Regions from separate parts of the Monodelphis domestica genome. Here region 1 is linked to region 2. Evidence: chromatin contacts called from public Hi-C data. All regions are on one chromosome and are shown on one strand. Each heading gives the region's core, a stretch centred on a gene start, on an enhancer-like site or on the middle of the called end of the contact. The rest is flanking DNA. Distances are from core to core; before and after follow the strand shown.

The links. Hi-C and Micro-C count contacts between places; a contact is called where the count stands out from the background.
Region 1: a contact with region 2 is called in a Hi-C map of spleen and liver, with 11 times the contacts expected there. The contact joins two enhancer-like sites. A contact is called at or near these places in 2 of 2 Hi-C or Micro-C datasets (limb and spleen and liver).

What each region holds. Positions count from the first base shown.
Region 1 is chr8:185,763,972-185,767,016 of mMonDom1.pri, forward strand. No RefSeq gene overlaps it. Among named protein-coding and RNA genes, the nearest start is that of GRTP1, 38 kb to the left of the region's middle. Within about 2 kb of position 1,675, at least 1 of the 2 cell types and tissues checked has open chromatin away from gene starts, as enhancers often do.
Region 2 is chr8:185,674,160-185,676,979 of mMonDom1.pri, forward strand. It overlaps GRTP1 (growth hormone regulated TBC protein 1), which reads right to left. Exons shown (of 8, transcript XM_056807436.1): 6 at 606-778; 7 at 298-483. Among named protein-coding and RNA genes, the nearest start is that of LAMP1, 51 kb to the left of the region's middle. Within about 2 kb of position 1,407, at least 1 of the 2 cell types and tissues checked has open chromatin away from gene starts, as enhancers often do.

The DNA of each region.
Region 1 (3,045 bases), core at 425-2,924, 90 kb after region 2:
CAGAAATAACCAAAAGACACTCATAAATATAAATAAACTGGAGAGAGTACTTTTATTTAGGTTTCCAAATGGGATTCTGCTCTCTTAGACCCTGGCTCCTCACCCCCCTGTGATGTTTTAGGAATTCCTTTTAGTTCTCTGCTTCTAGGCTGTGAAATAGCACAGAAACAAATCTCAAGTTAAAACCTGCAAAGAGAATGTTTCTATGGTGAACACAAAGGAAATTGGCAAGAAAAACTAAATTCCTACTTTGCATTGCAAAGTGGCTTTTAATAGGTTATTTTGCTTGGCTGAATGAGCATGCACACAGGCTTACTTGTCTTAAGGGTGAATTCACCTGGGATATGAAGGCTAGGTGTTGTTGTTCAGTCACTTTCAGTTGTGTCAGACTCTTCATGACCCCATTTTTGGATTTTCTTGGTAAAGATATTGGAGTGGTTTGCCATTTCCTTCTCCAGATCATTTTAGAGATGAGGAAACTGAGGCAGACAGGATTAAGTGACTGGCCCAGGGTCACACAGCTAGTGTCTGAGATTGGAATTGAACTGAGGTCTTCTTGATTCCACTGAAATCCAATCTACTAGTGAGGAAATAAAGTTCATAAATCTCACAGAATGAATATCAAAGCCCATCATTATTGTGAAAATAATGACTTATACTGCTAATATGTTCTATAGTGCTCTAAAGAATATGAACTACTTTCCTCTCACAAACCCTGTGAGGCAGAAGATATACATTATTACCCTAAATTCTTTTTTTAACTCTTACTTTCTGTCCTATGAACAACTCTAAGAGAGAAAAGCAAAGACTAGGCAAATGGGGTTAAGTAACTTTCCCAGAATGACACAGCTAGGATTTGTCTGTGGCCACATTTGTTTCAGATCCTTCCAGCTCCAGACTTGATGCTCTATCCACTGAGCCACCTAGCTGTCCCCTATCCTAATTTCTTTCCTTCCTTCCTTCCTTCCTTCCTTCCTTCCTTCCTTCCTTCCTTCCTTCCTTCCTTCCTTCCTTCCTTCCTTCCTTCCTTCCTTCCTTCCTTCCTTCCTTCCTTCCTTCCTTCCTTCCTTCCTTCCTTCCTTCCTTCCTTCTTCTTTCTTTCTTTCTTTCTTTCTTTCTTTCTTTTCTTTCTTTCTTTCTTTCTTTCTTTCTTTCTTCTCTTCCTTCCTTCCTTCCTTCCTTCCTTCCTTCCTTCCTTCCTTCCTTTCCTTCCTTCCTTCCTTTCTTTCTTTCTTTCTTTCTTTCTTTCTTTCTTTCTTTCTTTCTTTCTTTCTTTCTTTCTTTCTTTCTTTCTTCTTTCTTTCTTTCTTTCTTTCTTTTTTCTTCTTTCTTTCTTCTTTTCTTTCTTTCTTTCTTTCTTCTTCTTTCTTCTTTCTTTCTTCCTTCCTTCCTTCCTCTTCCTTCCTTCCTTCCTTCCTTCCTTTCTTTCTTTTCTTTCTTTCCCCCCATGTATTTTCAGTGTTCTCCTCTGTGTTTATTTTGCTTCATATAAGAAAGACCAAGTTAACTTAGGTGAAATAAATCACATTAGGCCCTGGGAATAGCGTGATGAATCACAACATCCCGTGCCACTTCCATTGTCATCATTGCTCTCACTACCAGTAATCGCCCTGCAGAAGGGACTTTCTACTGTTTTGAAAAAAAAAAATGTCCTGACCCAGCTAATTTCACAGCAACACGTGGCCTAGTGTTTAGCTGCCTGAGAAGAATAACACTGGTCACATTCAAGTATGAGTCAGCGAGTATTTTTAGCAGTGAGAGTTAACAGATTTTTTTCTCACTCCTTCCAGTACCTGGTATGTGGACATCCCCTTATACACAACAGGCTAGTTCCATGGCCAAAGTGATCTTTTCCTGGTTTATTTGTTTTTTATTTCAACACAGGTTTCCTTTTAGCAAATATCTTCTGTCATTTCTTTGGAATAGATGAGTTACAAAAGTCCAAGAACATTCCTACGTCCAGAAAATAGCCACAATGCACCTGTCCAGGCACAGATGTTATGATTTATCATAGTGGCTATTTATGCAACAAATAAAACTGGCTTTTTATTCGGAGGGAGTTTTGGATCCCTTCCAAAGCCCGGCTTGGACCCCCCAGGACTTGGACCCCCCAGAACTGAGAAGTGCCACCAATGGAAGAACATTAGTGATAGAGAAACAGGGTTCTTGTTGGTTTTCAGTCATCCAGAATGACCTGAAGAAGGCAGATCCGGCGATCCAAACAGCTGCTGAAAAGTCACTGGCCTTTAGAATGTCAGAATTTGTAGCTTAGGCAATAAATAATTAAAGGAGAACTTGGGAGGCTGCAAGTGTACCAGAGTTATTTTTAGAGGCTCTCTGGCATTTATCAACAACAGCCCCGCAGGCACCCTAGGCATGGACAGAGACAGCCAGGCTCTGTGTGCCAGGGGCACACGGGGAGTTATAGCTGCTTATAGCAAACAGTTGCTTGTCTAAAAAAAAAAAGATTAACTGATTAGTTTCATTGCGTCTTTCTCTCCTGGCAATTCAAACTGACTCCATCCTTCAAAGCACAGCCCAAGTTCCAACCTTCCCCCATTCCTGCAACCCCCAACAGCTCTTTGTGGGCAATGCCTTCTTTCTTTGGTGTCGCCCAGGAGCTCACACGGTGCCAGGCAGATAATGGGTATTTTATAAGATCTCGGGAAGCAGAGGAATCTGTGAGCAACAAAAATGATTTGGGATTAGGTGTTTCTATTGTAATGGGAGTTACATCCCTTTGGTGAAATTTTTAAGGACTTGGATGCTTTGGGATGATGAAGAATCTTTCAGTTAGTATCTTACCTGCAATGAGTGTGAGTGGGGATGGACTAGCCTTGAAGTTACTCATTCCTTGACTCTTATGAGGCAGTAGCTTTTTTCTTTCATTAGATTTCCTGTGACTGGGTGAAGGAGGATGGTGCTCTTTCCTCCACAGCCTATGGTACTAAGTTGAACCTGAGTCTTAGAGTCCTTGCCTTCCTTTTTTCTTTTTTAATTTTAAGGGCAGCTGGGTGGCACAGTGGAAAGAGTATGAGCCCTAGG
Region 2 (2,820 bases), core at 157-2,656:
AGGAGAAGCAAAGTTCTACATATCTCATCATTTAGACAGTGGGTGGTCCCTGAATTTATAAAACATTGATCAACACAAGTGTAGAGTAATTTACAATATCATTTTTAGCAGCTGAGGGGGCAGCAAACTTTTAAATATATAAAAACCATTCTTTCACTTGTGAGCCAAATAAAAACAGGCTGGTGGGCTGCATTTGACCTGTGAACTGTAGGCAAACCCATTTCTGGTCTATTGCAAAGGATATCTACCTTTTCCTTTTAGGTCAAGCAGGAAACAAACAAACAAACAAAAGCTTACCTGCATGAATGTATGACATTCTGTGACAAATGTCCCTTTTGTGACCTGCTTAAATTGTTCACATATATCTGGGAAATTAGTGGCTTCCAAAATAGAGGCTTGGTGTTGCTTAATTAATGTTAAGGCCACACGAAAGATAATTTTTGAACCCTCATAGAATAAACAATCCCAAATTCGGAGTACCGTCTGTAGAAAAACAAAATTGGAAAAGCATACTACTTACTTGCATGCCAAAAGATTTATGTACACATTTGAAGGTTTAAAAAGTGCGAAGGGAATGTCATAGAGAAATGTACTTAAGTCCTTACCTCCACTGGGAGTATATCAATAAATAAACAGATAAACCAACGGGAGACTACTAAGGTCCACATGACATTATGGCGATCCATTAAATTTGCCACAGCTGGAATCTTCATCTTCACAAGCTCACCAAGAACTTCCTGATCTGTTTTCAGACCCATCATTGCAGGACTATAGTAATCTTTTATGGAGAGAATATAAGGATAGAAAAATAATAACAACATGTCATTAAATCTCATATATTCTTTTTTTTAAAAAACCTTTACCTTCCATCTTAGAATCAATACTATGCTTTAGTTCCAAGACAGAAGAATGGTAAGGGGGAGGGGGGGGAAGTGACTTGCCCAGGGTCACACAACTAGGAAATATCTGACATATTCTTTTTTTAAAAGCCATCCACTTTATCATAAAAATCACAGGATTAGAGAGTTGAAAGGCAACTTACAAAACCAGTTCATACAACTCCCTCTCCTTCACAGATGAGAAAGCTAAAGCTTGGAAAAATTAAAGTACCTTGACCATGGCAGAGCTGGGATTAAAACCCAGACTTGGTGTCCAGTGCCCTTTGGGATCACCATGGCTGCCATTTTCCTCTGCTAACTTTAATGCATCCCCCTTGTTCATTTAATTAAAAAAAAAAACTAGCACCCTGAGGCACACAATCAAAATGAAGAAGATAAAATTAAAGGAAGAAATGTATGAAGGACTCTTATTTCACTCTCCACAAAAATCTAACTCGCTCATGGGCTTGAAGCCAAATAACAACTTTAATAAATACTTCTTGAAACGACCACTGTGGGGAGCACGGGCGCTTCAAAAGAAAGCATGCTCTCAGCCATTCACCCACTGCCCTGTCCTGTTTATCCCATACCTACTAGCTGCAGCTGCTGTTTCCTTTCTTCTTAATAGAAGGGCTGGAAACAGGCATGAATTTTCTGAACAATGGGCAATTCATTCTAGCTGTAAATTTGGGGGAATCAGCAACTTGCTTTCACCAGAGCAAGCAGGCAATTTACTAGGGCAGTTTTCAGAGGGAGCTTCCGGGGGAGCCTCCAAAACACTGCAACCCAACTTAAAATCCAGGAGGTAGAGATACTAAGGAAATGACTTTGGTGACTGGTCTGAAGCATTAGTACTTTGCTTGTGTTCCTATCTAAGGTGGTCACTGGTTACATGGGCTACCCTGAAAGGTGATCTCTCCCTACTAGAGGAGAAAACAAAAGTGTTTTAGAATATCTCTATCTTTTCGTTTGATAGAGAAGATGGAGAGTTTCTAGAGAGGATGAAAGAAATGTTAGAAAGAACACAGGAAATCAAAAGATTACAAAGAATTGAATCCAGGACCTCTCATCTCTGGGCTTGGCTCTCTTAGCCACCGATCTTTCCCCTCCCATATATTATTTTTTTTTAAACTCCTACCAAGTGGTAAGTGAGTAGAAGAACATGACAGAAGAGTAGAAAGCTCCAGTACTAGAGAAACAGATTATAGGTCCTTCCCAAAGAGGATGAATTTAGACCTGAAGAAATAGCATTCTATTTTCCAAAGACAAGAAAGAAAAGATTCCCAGCAAGGAAGCTCTGGCTGTTGAGAATCGATTATTAAATTCTTGAGTGTCTGCAATCACACCTTGGAAATAAGCAAAAACTACAAATGAGGGTTTGACACCTCATTCGGTTGATTGTTTCGACTTAAGAAAGTGATGGAGAAAATGTTAATAACATAGACTAAACTCAAAGGCTGGTCCTATGCAAATTCCAGAGAGTAACCAAGAAGACACCGCCATTTTACAGATGAGGAAACTAAACATTTTGAGTGGGGACGCAGGCAAGTATGTTAGAGGTGGGACTTGAGCCCATCAAACCAACTGATCTGATGTCCAGTTTGCTTTCTATCTCAGCACACTAGATCGTTTTAAAATGATATATTCTCAACTGAGCCCTCATCAAGGCAAGACAATTCTTTTGTACCTCTCTAAAGGATTTACTACTCCACCTACCACTGGGTCTTTCCAAAACCTTTTTGACCCTTCTTGAACCATCCCACGGCTTCCCTCTCAGGTGAGAACCTTGCCTTATATTTCAGTGAAAAAACTGAGGCTATTAGCCAAGAACTCTCTCATCCTCTCCTCTTCTCACATCACTCCGATGTTTTCTGCTGCTGTCTCTTGTCTTGAATGAAAAAGTGGACCAGTTCCTTGTCAAGGCTAGTCCTATTTGCACAAG